Regions from separate parts of the Mus musculus genome. Here region 1 is linked to region 2. A link is a contact called in public HiChIP or PLAC-seq data. All regions are on one chromosome and are shown on one strand. Each heading gives the region's core, a stretch centred on a gene start, on an enhancer-like site or on the middle of the called end of the contact. The rest is flanking DNA. Distances are from core to core; before and after follow the strand shown.

What was found. HiChIP or PLAC-seq counts read pairs in DNA pulled down with a chosen protein or histone mark.
Region 1: an H3K27ac HiChIP or PLAC-seq map of microglia shows a contact between it and region 2, with 6 times the contacts expected there. The contact joins the enhancer-like site here to the promoter of Itga9 in region 2. A contact is called at or near these places in 1 of 39 promoter capture datasets (second pharyngeal arch cranial neural crest), 31 of 484 Hi-C or Micro-C datasets (the 63-12 cell line, B cells, CD4 T cells and 19 more), 14 of 115 datasets of contacts at active chromatin or transcription factors (CD8 T cells, the HPC-7 cell line, the SCID.adh cell line and 9 more) and 3 of 9 other capture datasets (adipose tissue, liver and macrophages).

The regions. Positions count from the first base shown.
Region 1 is chr9:118,667,611-118,672,938 of GRCm38.p6, forward strand. It overlaps Itga9 (integrin alpha 9), which reads left to right. Exons shown (of 28, transcript NM_133721.2): 9 at 1,002-1,139; 10 at 4,089-4,194; 11 at 5,200-5,294. Among named protein-coding and RNA genes, the nearest start is that of Itga9, 64 kb to the left of the region's middle. Within about 2 kb of position 2,276, at least 30 of the 459 cell types and tissues checked have an H3K27ac peak or open chromatin away from gene starts, as enhancers often do. A contact at or near this core is called in B cells, CD8 T cells, Th1 cells and 5 more, where this site is marked.
Region 2 is chr9:118,604,854-118,609,811 of GRCm38.p6, forward strand. It overlaps Itga9 (integrin alpha 9), which reads left to right and starts at 1,856. Exons shown (of 28, transcript NM_133721.2): 1 at 1,856-2,262. The coding sequence starts at 2,075.

The sequences.
Region 1 (5,328 bases), core at 1,026-3,525, 63 kb after region 2:
GTGGGGCTACCTCAGCCAGTCCCTGGGCTCCAGGTTGCTGTGGTCTCCGGCACTCTGTGTCATGAGTTAGACACATGATTTACACTCAGACACTGCTTAGCTCATGTAAGCACACTTGAGCTGCTAGTCCTCATTTTATTTGTTGCATCCAGGTAAAAGCCTGGATCTTTGGTCTTTGTGTTTGAGCCTTTAGATATAAAATAACAGATACTGGGGCCAGGGAGCTGGCTTGATTGGTAGAGTCTTGTTGCACGTGGATAAGGAGGAGAGTGCAATCCTTGGATCACACAGAATGCACATGGTAAAGCCACAAGTGATGTCATGCTCCTGTAACCTCAGTGCTGGGGAGGTGGAGACGGGTATATGTACCTGCACATGTATGTATGTGTGTACCTGCACATGTATGTATGTACCTGCACATGTATGTGTGTACCTGCACATGTATGTGTGTGAACAGACACACACATGTGCACACACACACACACACACACAATCAAATAAAGTAGCTGGGGCTGATTATTTACATTCTGATTCAAGAAGATGCAGTACAAATGGGCCCTGTGCCCCTATCTGTCAAACAGCCTTGAGCTACTTGATTCTCTGTCATGTCAGCTTGTGCCCCATCTCTTACTCCGTGGAAGGCTAGAGAGGCTGTGTGCCCCATGTCATGTTTTCCTGCCTTTTTGTGTTATGAGATTTCATGTTCCTACTTGTGTTGCCTTGTCAAATGTCTGGTTTTGGAGCACATATACAAACATGACATCTCATTCTCTGGGAGCTAGCCTATTTACCGTTCCCTTACAGGGCTCTAGGAAAGGGGCCTGCAGCTGGCTAGCTTTGAGTGGGAGGTCCTCAGGAGCTGGTTATGTGCTCATTGCTCGGCTGACACAGCTTCTGAGGGGCTGGGAACATGTGCTTCCTAATCTAGTGGGCTGATGAAGCCAGGGCCTTGGTGTATAAAGACAGACCCTGAACATGTTGTCATGACGACTTGGTTACAGATGGGCTCTTACTTCGGCTCCTCCTTGTGTGCAGTCGACCTGAACATGGACGGCCTCTCTGACTTGCTCGTGGGGGCTCCCATGTTTTCTGAGATCAGAGATGAGGGGCAGGTCACCGTCTACCTCAACCAAGGACATGTGAGTACAAAGTGGGCAATGAGGAGGTAGGGGTTGGGGAGTGACATCGGTGTAGTCATGTGACATGAACCCACTGGACCCCACCTGAGGGAAGGCGTGCACTGGGCCATGTTACCCAGAGGAGATGAAGGCCTGGGTCCTGCCTGGAAAAGCTTAATGATCCATTAGTGGATGATTGTATACAGTGTGACACTTCAGTGTGGGACCCAGGGAGAGTCTCAATGACTATTGGTTATTTCCGATTTTCCTGCTTTCTCTAAGTGATGTCACTGTGATATACACATGGTTGTAAGGGTCTCCGTTTTTTCAGATGAGATAAACCAAGGCTCGGAAAGGTTAGCTCCCTTGTCTCTAACCTTACAGCTAAAAAGTAATGAGGCTGAGATTGGAGCCTCAGCAGGCTGGCTTCATCTTCTCCAGGCTGTACCACCTCTCTGAGAGTTCCTATGCCTCTTTCCGGAGAGCGTAGAGGTGCTAGGCTATCTCTGAGGAATCCCGAGGAAGCAGTAGGAATTGAGTAGAAAGGTGAAGTGGACTGGGCCTGAGCTTCCAACAGGAAGATGCGCATGTGGGTTGAGCGTCGAGGTAGTAGGACCTTTACCTAGTTCAGCAAGGAGTTCATACTGGACACCAGCTGATAAACTGGCCAAAGGCTATAAGCATAATGTCCCTTATCCTGTAGAATCACAAAGTGGGGGGAGAGAGATGCAAAGATGCCTCTCTCCCCTCTGCAGCTGGTGGAGGGGTGGGGGTGGATGGGTTCTTAAGAGGGAGGCGGAGCAGCAACCAGAAGTGGCAGGGGACCCATGAGGAAGCCGAATCCAAGTGTTTAATCACACATGCCCCACCCCCATCTTACTACTACATGACCACTCTATGCACCAGGGTCTTCTTTCTAGTGACCTATAGCCCACTAGGTTAGTAATTATATGGCACTATGGGTGAGTGAAGATGTAGGTAGGCCCGAGCTCAAATCTAAACCTTGCCAAATCTTTTAAGCAAAGGATGAGCAAGTAGCTTGAAATTGACCCGCCCCCCCCCCCCCCAATTTCCTCCTCTACAAAGTAGGAAGTGCCATATGCTCTAACCAGGAGAGCTGCACCGTATATGGGTAGATGTACACAGAAGGCCTTGGGACTTCCCCCACCACACTAACAGGAAGAGTTACAAGCTGGCCATCTGTGCCCAAGGGTTCTTGGATTTAGCCAATCACAGACTAAACACAAGGGACAAGAAGTCCATTGTGTGCTACTAAACATGCTTGGACTTCCCTTGCCATTGCTCCCTGAATGATGTAGTGTAAAACCTATTTGCATATCATTTGCATTGTATTGGACATTGTGAGTAGTCTAGTCATGGGGTAAGGACAGGGGAGGGAATTCATAGGTTCTATGCAAATGTCACTCTGTTTCATATAAGAAATTTGGACATCTAAGGTTCTGGTATGTTAGGGGCCCTGATGCCAGTACTCCCAGACACCAAGGAACATCCATTTTTGTGTTTTGAGGTGGAGTTTCACTAATTCAATAAATCAATCATCACATCTTTATATATTTTTTTTTCAAGCTGTGAATTCTGTTTATAGTAGTAGAAATGTAGTCACAACAAAAGACAGACCATGGTGTGGTGGACTATGGGTAGACGGTAGGCCCAAAGTGCCTCCACACCAGGGAGGTCTAAAGATTCTTAAGCCGGAAGATGCCATGTTATAATGATGTCCTGGTATTTCTATATCAGTTATTCATGGGGACCATGGGCATTCTCAAATGGCTTCTGCTGCCATATACACCCTTGACCCCTCTCAGTGTTTGCCCAGGAATCTCAAAGCTGAGCTTTAAGATTAATGTGATAGACCCCTCACCCCAGAGGTACTGGGTATAGAAACAGGACCCTCTGACAAGGTTACTAATGCCTGCCCTGTGCAAAGCAACCTCAGGGACTTTTAGGAAGAGGCACAAGAGAGGGGGAAATAGACAAACGTGTACTCTTTTGGTTACCAGAGTCTACAGTTCTTACCCCTCACCTCTCTACCAAAAGCTAGAGTCAAAAATTTGAGAGAGGAAATAGATTTATTCAAGGCCAGCCCTGAGGAAAAGACAGGAGAGTTCTTAATCTCAAATCGACATCCTGGGGTGGGAGGCTCAAGAGTGCAAAGACCTCAGACACCGGCTTCAGGGAGGCACTGGGCGGGACACTGATGCGCGGCAGAGGCCTTTCCTCTCAGAGCCTGTCTCCTCGCTTCCTGACCTTGACCTAGGAGACCATCACATGCAACTTCTTTTCAACAAACACAGTCAGTTCACCTGCTCTGAGGAGGGGAGACCCTCAGAGACTCCTCCTCTTTATGATTTAGAAAACCACAGGAAAAGGGAAGGTGGCTTAAAGGTCAGGTAGGGAATTATGGAAGGGCGCAGAGGTCACAGTTTCTTGCTCTGCTGCACCTTAAAACAGCGTCGGATCAGCTGTGGTGGCACACGCCTTTAATCCTATCATTCAGTAGGCAGAGGCAGGAGGATCTCTGAGTTTGAGGCCCATCTGATCTACACAAAGACTAGTCAGAGCTATAGCGTGAGACCCTGCCTCAAAGAAGTCAAAAACTGATTTGGGGGGAAGAGTTAGGCTATAAAGAGAGCTGAGAAGAAAGGCATCGTGGGGATGAGGAGAGGATAGGCTTGCCTGTCTGAGTTTGCCCAGGAGAGGTTCAGTCATTGGCTCACCTGCTATTACCTTTCCTCTATAACATATCTCGGGCTGTTCCAGACTCTCACTGTATAGATGAAAGGCCTTATTTTGCCATGAGGAGAGATATTTGGGTTCCTGTGGTGTTGCCCAGCTGTTTCCTGTTCATAGCTGTACCCTAAGAGGGTGGTGTTCTGAGCTCCAAGTTTTTATTGTGGTTTTTTTTTTTTTTGCCCCCTCCTCCTTCCCCCACTCGATCCTGTTTCCCAGGGAGCCCTCGAGGAACAGCTGACCCTGACTGGAGATGCCGCCTACAACGCGCACTTTGGGGAGAGCATCGCCAACCTGGGCGACATTGATGATGACGGGTTCCCAGGTGAGCAGGACCGCATAGGGTCTCTCCAAGTGCAGCCACTTGTCACGCTCTGACTTTGTCCCTTGTTTGTGACTGGCTCCTGGATTTTCTGCTCTACACCCAAAGGCACAGCAGCTCCATGGGGAGAGTGGGCAACTCTTAGAGATGGATTGGCCACCAGAATGCACCTTTTGTATAATCCATTGTCATCAGCTCCACCCTCTGTGCCATGTGCTTGCTATGGCCTCTGGGACTGGTCCACGGGCTTCTTCCCATCATTGACTCTGTATCTGGGATGCTCTATCATGTTGTTAGGGGAGTGAATAAAGAGGGTATTAGATATCGTCTTCCCTGATAATATCAGCCTGGTTGAGTACAGTGTGTGTCAGAAGAATGGGTGGTATATAGACCTAATGTCCATTTCTTCTTGGACAATAGTCCCCTCCACAGACTTTTGGCTTCTCTCTCTGGTCTTTTTAGTACCTCATCCCCTCACCATGTGTAGAGTATACAGACATTAGGAGCTGCTTCTGCAGGGCAGGGATGTGGCTTGCTTAGGCTAGCTGCTCTTCAAGTCCATCACACTATTGGCCACAGATGGTTTCATTAGTGAGAGGGCTATCACCTCAGGGTCAGGGGAATGCACAGATCCCACCCTTGGTATTACAGGATCAGGCATATGGCGTACTAGAAGCCAAGGGTGGGAAGGAAGGAAGATTCTGGGCATTAGCCACCAACTGTAGAATTGTGACAGACAAAGAGGTTAGGACAGGTCCTCTTCATTTGTGAATCTTTTATGGATTGCTTCCATGTCCTTCCCTCAGAGGATGAAGAGAGACACTTTTCCTAGGAGTAACCTCTCCTCAGCCTTTGTAAACTTCCACCTTTTAAGTGTTAGGAGACCATTTGCCCAATTTAACGTTTGAATAATGAATAGTGGAGAAGTTGTGACGAGATAGAATTCAGACATGATGACTGGGGTTGAGAAAGCCTCCATGGCATCTCTAACAGCTGTCTCCCCCTCAGATGTGGCTGTCGGGGCACCTAAGGAGGAGGACTTTGCTGGCGCAGTCTACATCTATCATGGTGATGCCAATGGGATTGTCCCCAAGTACTCAATGGTGAGTGTGGGAGGGACCGTGATGACTCTCTACG
Region 2 (4,958 bases), core at 606-3,105:
TATATAAAGCTAGCCGTGCATGGCGGGGGGGGGGGGTGAGGAGCAAGCCAGCGTGAAGAGCATAGTTCTTTCATGATTTCTCCCTCAGCTCTGGCATGGCTTCCTGCCCCATCTCTCTCCCGTGAGACTAACCTGTGAGCTGGGATACTTCCTTTCCTGCCCCGTCTCTCTCCCGTGAGACTAACCTGTAATGGCTTCCTGCCCCGTCTCTCTCCTGTGAGACTAACCTGTGAGCTGGGATACTTCCTTTCCTGCCCCAAGTTGCTCTGGATCAGAGTGTTGCTTTACAGCCCAGGAAGTAAACTAAGACAGGTGGATATAGCACTTATGCTGTGTAGTTTTGTATCAACATGGCACAAACTAAGGTCATTTGAGAGGAGGGAGCATTGCTTGTGAAAATGCTTCCCTCCACAAGATCTTAATTGGTGATTGATGAGGGAGGGCCCAGCCCAGTGTGGGTTGTGCCATTCCTAACTGTGATAGTCCTGGGTTCTACAAGAAAGCAGGCTGAGCAAACCATGGGGAACAAGCCAGTAAGCAGCACCCCTCCATGGCCCCTGCACCAGCTCCTGCCTCCAGATTCCTGCCCTGTTTTGAGTTCCTGTCCTGACTCCCTTCCATGATGAACAGTACAAGCTGAATCAACCCCTTCCTCTGAAACTTGCTTTTGGACATGGTGTTTCATTGCAGCAATACTGACCACAAGTAAGACAGCAGTAGTGCATCCGAGCTATGCAAATTACCTGACTGCAGTGGTTTAAGACAGCAACATTGATCATCTAACAATGCTGGACAGGTCATGGGTCTCGCTGGCCTGCGTTCCTGGAAGGGGTAGAGGAGAAGACATTTCTCTGTCCCCAGTTTTTGAAGCTGCCTGGCTTCTTTACCTCATGGACCCTTCCCTCCAGCTCCCAAGCTAGCGGTGATCTGGCTTCCTTTGTCACAGCCCTTCTGATGACAGCTGGAAGAGGCTCTTCACCTGTAAAGATCCCCGTGTTTAGACTGCTGGCGAGTGGATAACTCTGGAATGTGCACCCCCCCCCCACCCCACCTTGCCTACCCTAGGCTTTGACTGTTGTTGTAAGGATAAGCCTGATTAGAAAGAAAAAGATAAAGGCGTCGTGTGTGTTTAGTATGAATGAGACTTTGGAAGTGGAGAGGGTGGGAAGGGATGGGGAGGGGGTTGTGATTTTACCAGAGTAAAGAGTTAGTTCAACAATAACATTAAACTTGGAATAGTCAACTTCATAGAGTCAGGGATAAATGAAACTTGCCGGGGGCTGGACTGGGCTGGGCGTGCTTGTTAAATTTATGTATAATTTAATTTGCAAGATGAGCTATTGATGATCACATAACCAAAATGAGGTTATGACGTAAACTTTATGCAACGTATACTTCACCATAATCTCCCACATACAGGGGAGCACACCTGGCTGTATTGTATGTCTGCCAAGTTGGAAAGCGCTGGCCAGGTCAGGGAGTATGGAAGAACGCTCTGCTCTCTTCCACATGACTAATTCTTACAGCAACTGACTGGCGGTCTTGAGCGGTTGCCTCTGAAGAAGAGCTTCCAGATGGGCAGGGCCAGAATATTTACCCATCCTTGGCTCGGGTAGCTTTGGGTCTTTGTGTGTGAGAGAGAGACTTTCAGTGTAAGACAAAAGGAGAGAGACCCAGCCAGCTTGGACACAGCAGAGCCTAGGACATTGAGAGGATGCAGTTCACCGAGGTCCAGAACCTGGACCCGGGGGTGCGCCTGAGACCGCGTCCAGCAGGGGGCGCTGCGGACCCGTCCCGCCCGGGCCGCCCGGGCCGCCCACCCCGCGGGCGCGCCTCTCCGCAGTCCAGTGCCGCCCGGGCCCGGGACCCGCTCCTTCCGAGAGCGCAGACCTCTCGGCGGGCATCGAGAGGACGCGGGGCGCTGGCGGCCGTCCCTGGCCTTGCTCCGGCTCTCGCTGTAGCCCATCGCCGCGTCCCGGGCTTAGACTCGGAGCGTACGGCTCCCGCCCCGGGCAGCGGCGTGTCCCGGGAGCCCCGATCGCGGGGCAGGGCGCAGGGCGGCGGCCGGCTGGGGATGGGCGGCCCGGCTGCGGCGCGGACCGGCGCCGGAGGGCTCCGCGCGCTGCTGCTGGCGCTGGTGGCCGCGGGGGTCCCGGCCGGCGCCTACAACCTGGACGCGCAGCGCCCGGTACGCTTCCAGGGCCCCTCAGGCTCCTTCTTCGGCTACGCGGTGCTGGAGCACTTCCACGACAACACGCGCTGGTAAGTGTCTCCCGCGGATCCTCGACCCTGGCGTGGGCACCCCGTGGTCCCCCAAGTTGGCCGCCGCCTTTCCGGCCTCTTCCACTCCACCTCCCGCGGGGCCGATTTAAATGTCCGGGCGGCCACGCTGACATCCTGGCCTGCTCTCCGAGGCCCGGGGCGTCCCTGGGGTCCCTGTCCTCCCTGGGCAGTCAGACGCAGCTTCGCTCTCGCCAAAGCAAAGTTACTTGGCTGTCTGCCTTCCAGGGGCCACCGCGGGCTGGCCATCTGCCCCAGATCCCCGGGGGGCCCCTAGGAGGCCAGGCTGCTCTTGGGGACCACTTCATGTAACTCTAGGGCAGCAGCATGCAGGAAGCAGAGAAACAAGGGGTGTGGTGGGAGTGGGTCCTGGTGGCTTAGGAATCTCCAGAAGAGGTACCCAGGGGCCCCACAAAGTTCTGAGAGGATCTGGGATGCAGAGAGGACCCCCAAGGAGCAGACTGTGTGGCTGGTGGGCAGCCTGGAGCTCTCCCACGTGTCTAGAGACAAGATTTAGGAAGCTGAAGTTTTTAATCAAGGGGTACAGTTTTGAACCAGCGAGATGGGTGGGCCTGCAGAAAAGAATAAGTCTCTCCCTCATTAAGCATCAATAGTGAAGTTAACTGACCCCACAGCAGGAGCGCTTAGAGAAGGCGGATAGACCACTTCCTTGGAATGAACGAGCCACACCATGCACCACGCCCACCTATTCAAGGCAGCTAGAGTTCAGTAGCTCCCCAGCCTCATTTTAGATGATGTTACTGTGGACCCAGGAGATGGCTGGTTCACGTTGAGGGTGCTATCCCGTGAGCGAGCATCTTTAGAAGCAGCAGGCCGGGAGATGGAGACTGGCAGTGTGTGTGCTTGGACATGTAACTTACTGGGAGTCTCTGCTCGGAATTGGACAGGGGCCGAGGCAATCGGGGGCTTGTGGATGCGGGTCTTTCAGAACCCTGGAGAAAGAGAACTTTGTGACTGGCTTTATTAACACTTTCGTGTATTTAGGAGAGCGGCCTCCAAGAGAACCAGCTTTCAAAGTCCTTGTGTGTAGCTCTCCTCTGCATCCCTTCCTGACATTGATTCTAGTCACAGTTACCAGCCAAGGCTGCTTCCTGCAGTTGCCAAACCCTTCCTTTTCAGACAGCAGGGCAGAACACTTTCCTATGTTCCAAAGGCTCCAGGTCTGCCATGGGCTCTGGGCTTGGTACAGATAGATTATGGCTGAATAGAAAGAGTTTGTAGAGCTGGGTGTGGTGGCGCACGCCTTTAATCCCAACACTTGGGAGGCAGAGGCAGGTGGATTTCTGAGTTCGAAGCCAGCCTGGTCTACAGAGTGAGTTCCAGGACAGCCAGGCTACACAGAGAAACCCTGTCTCAAAAAACCAAAAAAAAAAAAAAAAAAAAAAAAAAAAAAGAGTTTGTAGAATACACCCAGAACCCCACACAGTGTGATCCCGGCACAAAGCACATGGGAGGAACTTTCAGAAATTGAATGGCTGTTCTGGGTGGGGGGCTACTAATGAAAGGGCAGGCAGCTGTGGGAGCCAGTGGGAACTGCTGGCTATGGCTGGCCTCTGTGCCCTGCAACAATCTGGTTCCAGGGACAGGAGCCAGGCTTCTGTCACCTGGGTTTGGATGAACCCCAGGTCACAGCCTCTCTGTCTGTTGTTAACTATATAGGAGCAGAGACGAGGTGCTCAGCTTGCTTTGTTATGCACGAGGTTGTGAACAGATTTTGCAGTGACAAAGGGTTTGACCTGATGCTCAGGCACCCAGGACCGCACTGTAAGGGTGGCCATTCTGGGACTTGACCTTGTCAGGAGAGGGTCAGGCATTTCTGTGGTGACAAGCAGCTGGCCTCAGAAGTACCTCTCCTGCCCACCAACCACTCCCTGCACTGGAGTGCTGCTGGTCCCTCAGATTTTTAGCAGCCCTCTGGGGGAAAAAAAAAAAAAATATATATATATGTATATGTATATGTATATATATATATATATATATGTATATATATAAAGCGTGTGTATGTGTTTTACATATATTATAATAAACCATATACATATATTACACGTAATATATAATATAACTATATGAATATATTATATATATTATATATATATATTCTCTTTGAAGCAGATTGTATTCTCACTACAGTGCTGCAGTCTCTTGTTGAATTCTCTTGCTGCTTAAGAAAACCTGTCCTCCATACCCTTTCTTCCTTCCTTTCCCCTACATTTCCCTCTTGGCTCCTAAATAAACCTCTTCTGATGTGACTCCCAGTGGGGGCTTGTGGAGTTTAAAGCAGGAGAAACTCCCATTTCTTCTCTTCTCCTTTTCCCTGGAGTGTGAGGTCAATGGAGCCCCGACTGAAGCCCCGGGCTTACTCTTATTTCTGTACGTTGAGAATAATCTTAGAGGTAGCCGCTGGCCTAGTTTTGTGAAATATGCATCTACCCTAAATCTTTGCCTTTACTTACAACTCTGGGGTTGGTTGATTGACTTAATGACTGAATGAAAGTCTCTCAGTATTAGGTAGTCCCGGAGCCCATTGTCCTCTAAACTTACCGGGTCATTTCCAGTTGTTTATAATTGTAACAACATATGTAAGCATTCTCACAGTGAAACACTGTGGACGTTCTTAATTATTTCCTTCCAATCAATTCCTGGAATCAGAATTCCCC